Linked DNA regions of Zea mays: region 1 is linked to region 2. A link is a contact called in public Hi-C data. All regions are on one chromosome and are shown on one strand. The core of a region is the stretch at or near the end of the contact, and the rest is flanking DNA. Distances in the headings are between cores, read along the strand shown. Region 1 holds the start of LOC541769. Region 2 holds the start of LOC606457 (myo-inositol kinase).

The links. A called contact is a pair of places that touch in the nucleus more often than the background predicts.
Region 1: a contact with region 2 is called in a Hi-C map of tassel, with 6 times the contacts expected there. The contact joins the promoter of LOC541769 here to the promoter of LOC606457 in region 2. A contact is called at or near these places in 18 of 25 Hi-C or Micro-C datasets (bundle sheath, ear, endosperm and 5 more) and 1 of 3 datasets of contacts at active chromatin or transcription factors (leaf).

The regions. Positions count from the first base shown.
Region 1 is chr1:280,666,320-280,673,977 of Zm-B73-REFERENCE-NAM-5.0, reverse strand. LOC541769 reads left to right here and starts at 3,001. Exons shown (of 9, transcript NM_001305810.1): 1 at 3,001-3,245; 2 at 3,351-3,533; 3 at 3,654-3,751; 4 at 4,522-4,612; 5 at 4,692-4,895; 6 at 4,992-5,248; 7 at 5,523-5,613; 8 at 5,697-5,910; 9 at 5,995-6,453. The coding sequence starts at 3,129. The coding sequence ends at 6,209. It overlaps LOC100194389 (Transducin/WD40 repeat-like superfamily protein), which reads right to left and starts at 2,858. Exons shown (of 13, transcript NM_001139420.1): 1 at 2,466-2,858; 2 at 2,314-2,372; 3 at 2,072-2,152; 4 at 1,907-1,980; 5 at 1,745-1,827; 6 at 137-240. The coding sequence starts at 2,782.
Region 2 is chr1:280,507,297-280,514,642 of Zm-B73-REFERENCE-NAM-5.0, reverse strand. LOC606457 (myo-inositol kinase) reads left to right here and starts at 4,965. Exons shown (of 2, transcript NM_001112320.1): 1 at 4,965-5,981. The coding sequence starts at 5,037.

The DNA.
Region 1 (7,658 bases), core at 1,752-4,251, 160 kb before region 2:
GAAACTTATTTTGGTGGTTTCACTGAATGTTATTGTTTGAGGAAAAACAATGTGAAGTACATTTCAAGAATCTATGATCAAGGATGCTTGGAAGCATGTCAAGGGCACCAAACTTACAACTGGAATTGTCACATACCAGTTGGTCCTTCACCCCCCTTGAGTAAAGAATACTGATCAAAGTCTCTGCCAGGCCGATGAACATCAAACACTCTTATAGCTTTGTTGTATCCAGCAAATAGCCTGTAAAATAACATACCCCCCATGAATAAATATTCAAGAAGATTTTAATTCAGTTTAATTCTTTTTTCTGAAACAAATACCTCAGTTTAATTCTCAAAGTTAGGCCACTAGCTTTCAGTTGAACTCTGAAAACGGGACGGGCGGATAGTAGGTCATCTCGTATCCTACCCTAATTATTTTCACTTGGATTCGGGATCAGGTTCGGGTAGTAAAAGTGCGGGTCAGATATAGCACAAGATCGGAATTATTCGGACGGGTAGAAAACGGATCAACAACATAGCCTTTTAGTCCCAAGCAAGTTGGGGTAGGCTAAAGTTGAACCCAACAAGATGTCACCAAAAAGAGAGAGAGAAAGGGGACGGGTAGAAAACATATATCAGATATTATTCAGACGGATACATACAGATATCTGATACTTGTCGGATAGTCTTTGAATTAATTACATGCTTCTAAATACTACAATAGTCCAATTTTATAGTTCATAATACGATGGCAATGTCTAATCACACAATAGTCCAATATAACACATAGTGATAGTTTTAAATTGGCAAAAAATAGTTTATATAATGTATGATTGAAGAACTCAAATCGCAACATCTATCTTCAATAATCATCAATTGTGAACATATTAGACACGTCGACACAATTCTTTATATGCGTTACTATCAGAATTAGCATATACTCCCTCTGTTTTTTATTTGTCGCGTTTTAGTTAAAAAATGAACTAGCGGACGACAAATATTTAGAGAATGGAGGTAGTATATTATATATAGGCTAATCAAATTACTAGAGGCGCCAATACTTTGCCTTAAAAAAAAGCAAATGATAACATTAATAAGCTATGGAGTATTGGAGTTACACATGTGATGTATAGTTTGTTACTTTGATACAAATTTGGATATTATTTCAATGATTTTGACGTGAAGATATGTTCAAACAAAAATGTGATGTACTACAAGGTTGTTGATCTCTTCAAGCTCTATGATTTTCATGTAAACTTTATCTTCATCCGAGTTCATATGTAAAGGTTATGTTTTTATAAAAAATATTGTGCAGAAAAAGGAAAGTGGGCATCCAAAACCCGAGTACCCATATCCAATCCAAATATCCAAATATTTACTGGGTAGTCCTCGCTTCAAATCCAACCTGAATCAAAAGCTACACTATACGTGTACTACCCATACTAAGTATAAAAATATTTGAATCCGTATCCAAAAAATGGATATTTGTATTATCCGTATCCGGTACCTGACGGGTATAGTGGTATACCCAACCCGTTTTCACCCATAGAACCCCATATGTTATCCTAAGACACCAAAGTATGATACTGACAGTAAGCATTACACACACAACAAAATGAGTAAAAGGCCATTAATTTCTTATACTGAGAACAAGACCTAACAGGATGCCATGACTACAAACAGTATGTTTCATGTATCAAAAAATCAGAATTTTTCCTTATGTAACACGGATTCAACTTAGAGTTTGAGTGCACCACACATACTTAGATCCTGAAGAATTGAAAGAAATCGAAAGTGCAGCAGTTATTTCATCCATGGCATCATATGCTCGGTATGTGCACCGGAGCTGCAATTCCCGAAACAAATAATCAGAACCAGAATTAATTGTGAGACATAACGAAACACAACAAGCGGAACAGTCTTACTTCCCCACTGGTGGCATCCCAAAGGTGTATCGGATGATCACGACTGGTGCTTGCAAATACACAAGTGGCTGGGTCTGCAAAACAATAAAAATGCATCAAATTCACTAATTGATCATAAAGGAAGAAGGAATATGAACATATGAAAGAAAGCAATTCATCACCCACCAGACAAGGACATACACGGGTACCAGCAGAAATCGTACACTGGCTCACCCTCGTTCGCCTGAATGAAAGCTCCATAAGAATCTGCAGGGGGGAAGAATTTGAAACTAACACAGCGGATAGGAAGTAGAGGACAATTGAACCAACAGAGACGACCAAAGGATCGGCTAAGCATTCATTGCCGGCATTTACATGATACACTCCCACAATCGTAACAGCAAACAACTCAAAAACCAGAAACGCACCTTCACTTTCGACAGCGGCCTCGGCAACGGGCTCCGCCGCAATGTACGCTTCCTCCGGTCTGTCGAACGGAAGAAGGGAATGCCCCTAGTTTTAGCCACTCGCCGCGGGCGCAAGAGAGAGCGTATCAGAAAAATGTAAGCGCGCGGCTTACAAGTAAAACAAGCGGAGGGAGTTATCGTCGGAGCTGGTGAGGAAGGAGGACCCGTCGGGCGACCACTTTACGCCCTTGAGGAAGTTCTCGCCGCTACTATTGCTGCCAGAGGAAGTGGCGGAGCGGAACTGGCGGGCGAAGTGGTAGAGCCGGCGAGGGGGGCGGTCGAAGCGGAGCTGGAGCCACGAGTACTCCGCCGCCGCTTCCATCGCCGTAGCATCGCTCTCCGCGCCGCCTGGTGGTGCCTCCTCCGTCTCGGTAGCATCGCTCTCCGTGCTCGGCGGCGCCGCCGCCGCTTCCTCCTGCGCCGCTGCCATCGCGCTCAGCTCTTCTCCGGCGAAGCGAAAGCAACCGGCGGCCTGGGGCTGGGGTTTCGACGGGTTTCTGGGTCGTTCCCATTTGGGCCAGGACCAAGTGCAATCATAGTCAGGCAGGCCTGACCCAAACGAAGTCGCAGACTAGGCCCGCAACGGCATCGTGGCCTACTGAGACTTGACTTATAGGGCCGGGCCCAATCCAACCCCACGTGCACGGCACGGCACGCGACTTGACTCATCTCTCCGGCCAGGTAGTTGGAGTCGCGAGCCCACTGGTGGTTGCAGTGTTAGATCCGTCCGCCTGAGCCAGAGCCAGAGCGAAGGAGTCAATCTCACGGCACGCGCCATGTCCGACGAGTCGCCGCCGCCAGCTCCGGCGGCCGAGAAGAGTCAGCCCGCCGAGCAGGCGGCAGGAGGCTGGGGCGGATGGGGACTCTCCATCTTCTCAGAGATCTCCCGCAACGTGAGTACCGAGTAGCACTTCGACCTGCTGGCTTCGTCATGCGCATATTTTTATTTTTACTCGGTGGGAAGGCCAGATTAGGGTTTCAATGAATTTATGTCCCAGGCGGTGGAGGTTGCTAAGAGTGCCATCGCCGACATTCAGCAACCGCCGGAGCAGGACACGGTACCGGGTAGTGGCGAGAAGGATCAAGAGAAGGAACCGGAGGGGGAGGAGGAGGAGGAGGAGAGACGCAAGGCGGCTCTGGACAAGTTGGAGAAGGCCGGTGAGGACTCAATCCTGGGCCAGGCAAGTACCTGCCTTGCAACTCTCTCAATATTGCTGGCATTTCTGGGCTTGGTAATGCCGGTGATAATGGTTAGTGAACTGCTGTTTACAATGTGTGTATGTGTATGTGGGTTTCTGCAGGGGCTGAAGGCCTTTGATAGCTCGGTGGAGACCATCACGACTGGTACTTGGCAAGCTCTTGGGACCGCATGGAGGAGTGGTTCACTATTTGTTCAAAAGTACACCCCATCTCCTTCAGTTTAAGCTGTTACAGCTAGGGGTGGTAATGAACTCTTAATTTTACATTATAAAATTTAAGGATCAGATCAGATTAGAGATTAGGATCGAGATCAATTTCTATTCATTTTTTAACTAAAATTACTTAAGGGCTTAAACGAATTGTGAAGAAACATTTGGATCGTGATCCATTACCACCCCTAGTACAGCCCTTGTGGATTGAACAGAAAAAAAAAATAGTTCAGTGGTGACAGGCACACCCTTGTTACTTGTCCTTACATTACATGAAACAGCCTAGATGACCTGGAGTTGCTTCTCCCACTAGTAAATCCACCCAGTCTGTTCTACTTATGAAATTGTGGATCTAGTTGGTTAAATCTTACAAGTGAGAACATGAGATACAAAACTGTATACTACATGTATTAAATGTCTCTAGTGCCAGTATTATGATGCCATTATTTCAGTTACTGGTTGATAAATGAATACATGGGTATTCAGCTGTTTGTGCACATGTATAACATGACATAGCGATGAGATTCTGTAAACATACTTTCCATCATAAACTTGGTGCTGTCTGTTATCCAGTAACTTTGTATGTCTTTTCTCAACTTCGAGCATCAACTATCAGCAGGTTAACCTTTGTAATGTCTTTTTAGTGTTAAATAGTTAGTATTGTGTTCATTAACAGTAACCCTGCAAGTGCCTCTCCTTGGATAAGTAACATGTTTGCTAGGTGTATTTATCTCTGACTATGTCATGGTTACTTTCCTAGATTGGAAAATTCAGCTTCAAGCTTGGCCGAAACCATTCAGCAAGGAGAACTGCCTGCAAAAGCATCTGCGATAGCACCGACCATTTTAGAGGTAGCTAGGAGTCAGTAATTGCATTGTCTCTACATATACGTGAAACAAATATTTTAATATCAAAGTTCAATAATCACAGACAGGGAAGTCATTTACAGCAAAAGGAATGGAAGTGCTTGAACGTGTTGGAAAGGAGACAATGGAGTTTATTGTTGAAGAAACTGGTATGGAAGTTGATAAAGGCAGTACCGGTGAAGGTGACCAGCAGACAGAAGAGGAACAGTTTGAAGAAGTCTCATTTGACAGATGCTTCTATATTTATGGGGGGCCTGATCAATTAGAGGTGATGTTTTGTCTTCCCATGGATATTATGTGTTTGGTCTTCAATATGCCCCCTTCTCTCTTAATTAGATGTGGTCTTTTTTTCTGTTTGTAATAGGAGCTGGAAGCATTATCAAGCCACTATGCATTGTTGTTTAATAGGAAAAAGGGGAAACTTAATTCTGACCAGAAAACATATTACGATGGAAAGCTTAAAGAAATAGAGCAGATTTTTAGTCTTAGCACCAATGCTGATGAAGATGGACCAGAATCTGACAAAGGGAAGAAGACTGAATCAGCTGACACTGATACTGACGCTGAGATGAAGAAGTTATGTGAATATAGTGTTCGCAAGGCTGCTAAGATGGCTGCAGGGTATGTGTATCCTTCATTACCATGTGGATTCACAACTAGTATGTTGGTACTTATATTTAGTTTTGTCAAGTATTGATGAAATCATGTCAATTTATAGAGAACCATTTTAGCATGTAGTTGACTAGATAGATAGCAACTTTTTAATAAAATGCAATGTATACATGATGAAAACAACATTACTTAACTTTTTGTGAGACATTGTCCATTCAAGTCGGCTCTAAAAATGTCTTCTCATTTAAACTTGAGACCGTGATTATATCTATCACCTTCGCAGGTTCACCACTGCCTTGGGTGGGCTTTCTCCAAACGAGATTATGAAACGAACCACTAGTAGGCTTGAGACCATTCACTCAGAGGGTGTTCATGTATGTACATACTATATAACGTGTCATTCATTGCTTATAAATTTGATATTTCTTTGAGGGGAGAAAAAACTCTTTTCTTGCAGAGATTATCGGAGATGTGCTGCCTTGCAGTTTCTCAGCTTCTGGTGCTAGGAAAGTCAGTAATATCTTCTGCCAATAAATCAAAGAATGAGGACGGTGAAAATGATGTTAAGATTGATTGGCCCGAAGATGCCATTTCAAAAGCCAAAATAATCAGATGGAAGGCGCAATCCATCTCTGTGGATATGGAAAAGGTGTCTACTAGTTTCGCTACAGGTAATGGACCTCTCATACCAAATTGATGACTCTATGTAGGAGGTGAATTTCAATTTTCACAAACGCCACCTCATTTGTCCGTAGGTATCTCGGATGTCGCTGAAGCTTATGCGGCAGCTATGCAAAGTGCTCTCGCCGACAAGCAGGACGACCTCCCAAATCAGAAGTCTTTACAGGAGAAGGTTAAGTCCATATCCATCCATCTCAACTCCGATCAGACCAGCGCTGTCAGCAAGCTACAAGATGCCCTGCGGTACCTGGCCTACGTCGTCGTATGCGCTTCAATGCCAAGTGTGTGATTGTGGTGTGTTCCCTGTCTGAGCATTTGCCTCAATCGTTGGCCATCTATGTACATTTGCGTACACGGGGATCCCTTCAGGCTTCAGGGTTGCAGAATTAGGTACCTCACTAGGACGTGTTGGTTAGTTGTGATGTTTTGTACTCCATTGCTCTTGGAAAGTTGTTGCTCTCTTTGTTTTTCCTCTGAGAACAATCTGATGTTTAATATACATACAAGTGAACTGATGTGTTCAATTTACCGTTGATGGCTTACTGCTCAGTTCGGTCTTTGCAAGACCACCGACATGGGGATGAGTTGGGCGCCGCTCCCGGCACCCGTCTCCTCTCTCTATCTCAGTATTGTAGGTAGCTATGGGTTCATTACACGATGGCGCGCCGCCAGCCTCCGGACACAGCCGGGTTTAGAGTTCGTATTGCCTGCCTGTCTTCTCCACACGAACAGCCGGGTTCAGAGTTCGTATTGCCTGCCTGTCTTCTCCGCACGACCGCAAGGGTTATTACAGGCTGCGTCTCTCACTGCCCCATGGGCCCTCCCTCACATATGTCATTCATCACCTGTGAAACGCTTGTTGGGCCGCGGTACTCGATGGCTTCTCCTGAGTTGTTCTCCTTTCGGCCCACGAGCGTGGTCTTCCTTGTGTATCTCTTGGCCGACGTCTCCCCGGCACCTTTGTCTTGCTTCCCTTTATCAATATAGTCGTTGACATCCCCCCTCCCTTCTTAACAGTCAGCTTGTCCCCAAGCTAGGGCGAAAGGAAAGCTCCGCTTGATGTCAGCCTCATCTTCCCACGTGGCTAGAGATGAATGCCAACTACTCCACTTGATCAGCAACTGCTTAACAACCTTTCCTGCACGGCGGCGAAGTCTAGTAGCCAAAATAGTTTCTGGTACCTGAATACCCTGGTGCAGGTGGTTAGGTAAAATAAGACTAACACGAGTTTGAGGACTGATTACCGCTTTGAGTTGCCAGACATGAAATACTGGGTGGACGGAACGAGTTCATAGGCCACTGGGTTGATCTTTTTCACAATGGTGTAGGGTCCAAATAATCGAATGATGCCCTTAAACTGAATGATGCCCTAGGATAGAGTGTAGTGTTCCATTGTCTCACCAGTAACCAAACTACTCAGTAGATTTTAGCACTCGGATCATGTTCATAACCTTGAGCTACTTGGCTCAGCCAACTTGGTATGACTGATGACACTGAAGTAGCGTTCAGTTGCATCTTGGGATCATCCTGTTCCAGGTTTGGACGGCGCGACAATGCGCCTGCGACACGATTTTCGCTGCCCTGTTTGTATTTGATCCAGAACTGCAGACCAAGCAACTTGGTTAATGCCTTTTGTTGCCACGGAGTAGACAATCTTTGGTCATCCAAATGGGTTAAACTCTGATGATCGGTTTTAATTATGAAGTCACCATGTTGCAAATAATAGCGCCATTGTTCC
Region 2 (7,346 bases), core at 3,716-6,215:
GTAATCTTTCCCCCCTCCTTTGCTTGAGGATTTGGCGGAAGCTCTTGATGACGAGCGCCATTTCCTCGTTGTCGAGCTTTGAGGCATCGATTGGTTGTCTACTTGGTGTAGACTCCTCCTTCTCCTCTGTCGCCTTAAATGCGACCGGTTGTGCTTCGGATGTGGAGAGATCATCTGGCTCATTGATTTTCTTTGAGCCCTTGATCATATATTCAAAGCTCACAAAATTCCCGATTACTTCCTCGGGAGTCATTAGTGTATATCTAGGATTACCACGAATTAATTGAACTTGAGTAGGGTTAAGGAAAATAAGTGATCTAAGAATAACCTTAACCATTTCGTGGTCATCCCACTTTTTGCTCCCGAGGTTGCGCACTTGGTTCACCAAGGTTTTGAGCCGGTTGTACATGTCTTGTGGCTCTTCCCCTTTGCGAAGCCAGAAGTGACCGAGCTCTCCCTCGATCGTCTCCCGCTTGGTGATCTTGGTTAGCTCATCTCCCTCGTGCGCGGTTTTGAGCACGTCCCAAATTTCCTTGGCACTCTTTAATCCTTGCACCTTGTTGTACTCTTCTCTACTTAAAGAGGCGAGGAGTATTGTTGTGGCTTGGGAGTTGAAGTGCTCAATTTGGGCCACCTCGTCCTCATCATAATCTTCATCCCTTACGGATGGTACCTGTACACCAAACTCAACAACATCCCATATACTTTTGTGGAGTGAGGTTAGATGAAATCGCATTAAATCACTCCACCTTGCATAATCTTCACCATCAAAGGTTGGTGGTTTGCCTAATGGGACAGAAAGTAAAGGCGTATGTTTAGGAATGTGAGGATAGCATAAGGGGATCTTACTAAACTTCTTGTGCTCATGGCGCTTAGAAGTTACGAAGGGCGCGTCGGAGCTGGAGGTGGAAGGTGATGAAGTATCGGTCTCGTAGTAGACCACTTTCCTCATCTTCTTTTTCTTGTCGCCACTCCGATGCGACTTGTGGGAAGAGACTTTCTTCTCCTTCCCCTTCCCCTTTTTGCGGGATTCTTCCGATGAAGCCTTCCCATGGCTTGTAGTGGGCTTGTCGCCGATGTGCTTGTCGCCGGTCTCCATCTCCTTCTTGGCGTGATCTCCCGACATCACTTCGAGCGGTTAGGCTCTAATGAAGCACCGGGCTCAGATACCAATTGAAAGTCGCCTAGAGGGGGGGTGAATAGGGCGAAACTGAAATTTATAAAGTTAATCACAACTACAAGCCGGGTTAGCGTTAGAAATATAATCGAGTCCGAGAGAGAGGATGCAAAACAAAACGCAAGCGAATAAAGAGTGTGACACGCGGATTTGTTTTACCGAGGTTCGGTTCTTGCAAACCTACTCCCCGTTGAGGTGGTCACAAAGACCGGGTCTCTTTCAACCCTTTCCCTCTCTCAAACGGTCCCTCGGACCGAGTGAGCTTCTTCTTCTCAAACAATTGGAACACAAAGTTCCCGCAAGGACCACCACACAATTGGTGTCTCTTGCCTCAATTACAAGTGAGTTTGATCTCAAGAAAGATTGAGAAAGAAAATAAGCAATCCAAGCGCAAGAGCTCAAAAGAACACAACAAATCTCTCTCACTAGTCACTAAGGCTTTGTGCTGAATTGGTAGAGGATTTGATCACTTGATTGTGTCTAGAATTGAATGCTAGAGCTCTTGTAAGTAGTTAGAAGGTGGAAAACTTGGATGACTTGAATGTGGGGTGGTTGGGGGTATTTATAACCCCAACCACCAAACTAGCCGTTTGGTGGAGGCTGCTGTCGCATGACGCACCAGACAGTCCGGTGTGCCATGGGACACTGTCCGGTGCGCCAGCCACGTCACCAGGCCATTGGGTTCCGACCGTTGGAGCTCTGACGTGTGGGCCCGCCTGGCTGTCCGGTGGTGCACCGGACAAGTCCTGTAGACTGTCCGGTGTGCCACCCGCGCGTGCTCTGCTCCTCTGCGCGCGCTGGCGCGCATTTAATGTGTTGCAATCGACCGTTGGCGCGAAGTAGCCGTTGCTCCGCTGGCTCACCGGATAGTTCGGTGTGCACCGGACATGTCCGGTGAATTATAGCGGAGTGGAAATCCGAAGCTGGCGAGTTCAGAGTCGCTCTCTCCTGGGGCACCGGACACTGTCCGATGTGCACCGGACATGTCCGGTGAATTATAGCAAAGCGCCTCTGAAAATTCCCGAAGGTGCGAAGTTTGGCTTGGAGTCCCCTGGTGCACCGGACACTGTCCGGTGGCACACCGGACAGTCCGGTGCGCCAGACCAGGGCAGTCTTCGGTTGTCCCTTGCTCTTTTGGTTGAACCCATTTCTTGGTCTTTTTATTGGCTAAATGTGAACCTTTGGCACCTGCATAACTTATAGACTAGAGCAAACTAGTTAGTCCAATTATTTGTGTTGGGCAATTCAACCACCAAAATCAATTAGGAAAATAGGTGTAAGCCTAATTCTCTTTCAGAATCCCTAGCTACAGTAACATGTACAAAATATAGAACCCTAATGGGCCAGCACACATACGACCCATAATACTCTAACAGTGAGCAAAAGAGATTCATGAGGATGTTAAGCTTTGGGGAATGGCAGGAGCAAAAGATATTAGACACGTGTGGCCTTAATTTAGATGGTGTGGGGTTGTTGCCCCCTTTCCCTCTTGTTTCTAGTTTCTTTTATTCTTCTTCTTCTCTTTTTTTTATTTTCTTTTTTCCTTTTTTGTCCCCTCATCTCGCTTGTTGCCTTTTCGGGCACTTTGTTTTTTGGGTCCACTTGGGACCTTTCTTTCCTCTTAATATAATGACGCGCAGTTCTTTTGCGTGTTCGAGAAAAAAATAAGTAGAATGGCTGGAAGCAGGTAAAGAAAAAGAAAATAAAATGTCCCCACAATTAGTAGGCAGGGAGGTACAATAGGGGGGCTACTCCCCCGCCCCATGCCATGCATCCAGCACTCCCAAACAGTCAAATCAAAGAAACAAGACCAATTTTTGTTCGACTTTGTGTGTGCTCCTACTGTAATGGGCTTTGGCCGAGCCCATATATTATTGATATAAATATTCTACGCCTACCCTAATTAGGGTTAGGGTTTCCTATTCCAACATGCTGATATCTTCGCCAAGGGGCTCCTATCCACGGTGCTATCAGAGTTTCTGTCCAGTCTCAATGTCTGTAATGGGTCTAATGGCTAGAGTTTGGGGGGGGGGTGGACTGCGTGTGCTCCTATTGTAATGGCCATGGTTCTTAAGGCGGTAAGGTGAGGCAAGGCATTGGACCACCACCTGGACGTCTAGGTGACGCCTAGACGCTTACTAAGGCGAGCAAGGTGACGCCTTATCAATCAGAGAAACAACAGAACAACATCATAGATGAGGAAGAAAAGGGAAAAGGAAAAAAGTGTTAGACTGTGTGTGTGTGAGTGTGTGTGGCCCGACACCACTGTTGGGATGCCGACCCATTAGGGTTAGGGTTGAGTCTCTCTATATATGTACCCCCACTTTATGCAATATATCAAGCACTTCACTATTCTACATGGTATCAAAGGGTTAGGGCTTCCTCCCACCCCACAGCCGCCACATCCTCCCTGCCAAAGTCCAGCCGCCACCGGCTTCCGCGCCGCCGCCCCGGGAGGCTCACCCATCCCTCCCGGGGCGACCCTTCTCCCCAGCCGGTCGCCAGTCTCTGGCCGCCGCCACCCCCAACCGGCAGGCACGGGCCCCCTCCGGCCGCCTCCATCCCCTTCTTCGGCCAGCGTCTTCCTCCTCCCCCAGCCGGCGAGCTCGGGCTCAAGCGCGCCCCGACCAGTAGGCCCGCTTCTCCCCCTTCTCCGGCGCCCGCGCCTCCTCGACTCTGCTACTGCTCCGGCCGCCGGCTGCTATTGCTCGATGTCGGATGGCGCCGCCGGCGCCCACGCCGAACCCCCTCCCTGGTGCGCATCCCGCCCGCGCCGCCCCTGCTGCCAGGGCCGCCCGCGCCAGATTTTCCGCCGCCGGCTGCTCCTGCTCCGGCCACCACCTCCTCCCTCCCCTCCTCGGCGCCCATGTCGCCGCCTCTCTTCCCCCGGTTTGACCCGGCCTCGGCGCTCTGCCTCGACGCGGCCGTGCTGCGCCCCCATCCGGCACGCCCATCACTGGGGCCCCCCATCTGCCGCGCCCGCCGCCGACGCCCCCATCCGCCGCGCCCGTCACCGGCAGCGGCGCGATGCTTCTCCCCGCTCGGTGGCGAGCCATGACTGTGCTCCCCCAGCAGCTAGGCCCCCAGCTCCCTTGTCGTCGTCTGCCTCTCCATGGCGCGGGCATCTGCCACCCCCTGCGGCAACGAATCTACGCGCCCCTCCCCTCCGGCTCCGGTGGCGCAACAGCGACCCCCTCCTCGATGGCTCAAATATCCCCGACCTGACTCTGCCAGGGCCTTCCTCGCCGGCGTCCCACTCGTCGGCAATCGCCCCTCCCCTCCCCTACCCGCTCATGCGCTATAAAACCATAGCTAAACTATTAGCTAGATGTGTTTAAATTCATTTAGCTAAAAAATAGATAGTAGCTAAACTATTGGATTATTCTGATACCTCTAGCTAATTTTAGCCGCTAAATTCTTTCTAACATGGTAGTCTAGTGACATTATTGGGCCTGTGTTCAAGCGCGATCATCATGATTCGTGATGACGAGGCAGAGGTACCTCTCCAGCCAGCCTCCAGGACGACAAGGCGACGACCTGGGATCTGACAATTCCAAATTCCAACGCGCTAAGCTGCCAACGTCGCCGCAGCGGCAGCACCTCAAACGTACGTCGCCGCAGCAGCTCAGACGTGCGCCGCTACCACGTGTCCTGCCGCACGCCCCGCGTCAGCGGCATCTGTAAAGCCGCTTGTCGCCGCCCCGGCGCCCACCCCGCCCCCGCGCTTTTATTCCCCACTTCACCGCATCTCCCCCTCGTCTACGATGCCGTTGCGCACCTCTTCTCTCTCGCCGCCCCGAGACCCCCACGCTTCCCTCTCCGCCCCCGAACTGTGGCGCCTCCCCCCGCCGCCGCAGCGATGCCACTCGCGGCAGAGCCCGACGACGCTCATGAGGAAAGGGAGAATCAGCAGCTGCTAATTACGACGAAGGGAGGGCCCGGGCTTGAGGGACTGGTGGTGGGGAGCTACTGCCACGATGTGCTAATCCGGGGCGGGCGCATAGTGGGGGAGACGCTCGGCGGGGCTGCGGCCTTCGTGTCCAACGTGCTCGACGCCGCTTCGCCCCAGGGCGCCGCGCTCAACGAGACATCCCCCTTTGTCGTTGTGGCCAAGGTGGGTCACGACTTCATCTACGCCCGCGCGCCGGCGTCCGCGCGGCATCCGCCTCTGCTCTGCTCGTCCCCAACCACCTCCTTCCACGCCCAGTTCTCGGAGACCGCCGCCTCGGCGCACGCCCCCGACCGGGAGCTCCGGCGCGTGCGCGCCTGCGACCCGATCTACCCCGCCGACCTTCCCGACCGCCGCTTCGCCTACGGCCTCGCTGTCGGCGTCGCCGGGGAGGTGCTACCGGAGACGCTCGAGCAGATGATCAGGCTCTGCCGCACGGTGCTCGTGGACGCGCAGGCGCTGATCCGGGCGTTCGACGGTGACGGCGCCGTCGGTCACGTGGCGCTTGGCGATACCCCGTACGCGCGGCTTCTGCCCCGAGTGGCGTTCGTTAAGGCGTCGTCGGAGGAGGCGCCATACGTTGGGGTGGAAACGACGAGGCGGCAGTGCTGTGTGATCGTCACGGAGGGGAGGGACGGCTGCCGGCTGTACTGGGACGGTGGGGAGGCGCACGTTGCGCCGTTCCCCGCCGTACAGGTGGACCCTACTGGCGCCGGAGACAGTTTTCTCGCGGGCTTTGCAGCCGGATTGCTGTGGGGGTTGTCGGCGACGGACGCCGCGCTGCTGGGGAACTTCTTTGGCGCCGCTGCTGTATCGCAGGTCGGCGTGCCCACCTTCCATCCCAAGATGTTGCAGGTTTGCACCATTTGACTTGTTCAGCTCCTTGTACACTCGGATTGGGGGAGAATCATTCTGTTCATGTTGATCAATTAAGTCCTTGGACATTTTTTTTAAATGTGTCACTTATCAGAGGCAAAATCATAGCTCTAACGGACTGCAGTGCAGGCAATTTCCAAATGATTGACCTATGCTGGAGTAGTATTCTGCTGTTGGGAATTTGAGGACATATTTGTACTAGTTGGACTAAAAATTATCTCAAATTAGCCAAGGTTAGCTAGCTAGTGGTGAGAACATGTACTATACTCCTATGCAATCACACTCATTTGGTGTAAACATCACTCATTTGGTGTAAACGTACAATGAAACCATCCAGAGCGTTCGATCTAGATCCAACTATGTTTGTCGTTTTTTGTATTTCTATACCCCCACATCACCCTTTATCTATTTTCTTCATGCCCTATATATTTGCTAAATATAGGAGGGTGGATATAAAAAACAATATACATCATTGATCTAGATTCTGGATGATTTGATTGCACGTTCGCACCCAATATGTGATCGCACATGATATGTCATCTTAATTTGGCCAACAACTAGTTGAAAATGTGTCTAAACAATTAGCCCACCTATTAGCCCTCTTGTTTGAATGCACTAGAGCTAATTTAAGTTAATTTTTAGCTAGCCAATGATTAGCTCTTGTATCCAAACAGGCCCTGAATAGATGTGATCTTTTCAAAATGTTGACTTCCGACGATATTATCAAGGGCTCAACCATCTGGCAACCATTTATTAGGGTGTCTTTGAGACTGAAGGAAATTTAGCAGCCATAAAAGGGCAGGCTGGTGGGCAAAAAAAAAAAGAGCCTTGGGTGGAACTATGGGGTATTAGTTAGAAATCAACCAGTTAATAAACCCTAAAGGCTAAAAATGAGAACAATGAGTATATGTGTCTCTGGTGAAGTTTCCACTCTAGTATGATCCTTCTACTTACGGTGTGTGCCTGCAAAATATGTTTTGTGGCTAGCATCAGCATAATATCTTGACCTATCACTTCTCATTCAATCTATGTAGATGGTTGCTTTGTGACTAGGTTGGTTCGAAGAACATATTCTAACATCCACGATATTGCCATCCCTCTTTTTTCTGAGAACCGCTGATACAGTTATTAATTGGCATACTCACAATTTTTTTTGCCACATTCAGGACCCCCCTCAAGATCATTTTAGGGCGGCCAATGTAGTAGCCTTAGAATCTGTTACCAGTTTCCGAGGTTAACAGTTTTTCATTTTTGATCCAGTTTCCAGGGGTAAAAATCTTGATTTTTTGTCAGAATAAATAGTTTCATATCCTTTGCTGCTCGACAGTTGAGCATTGTACTTGC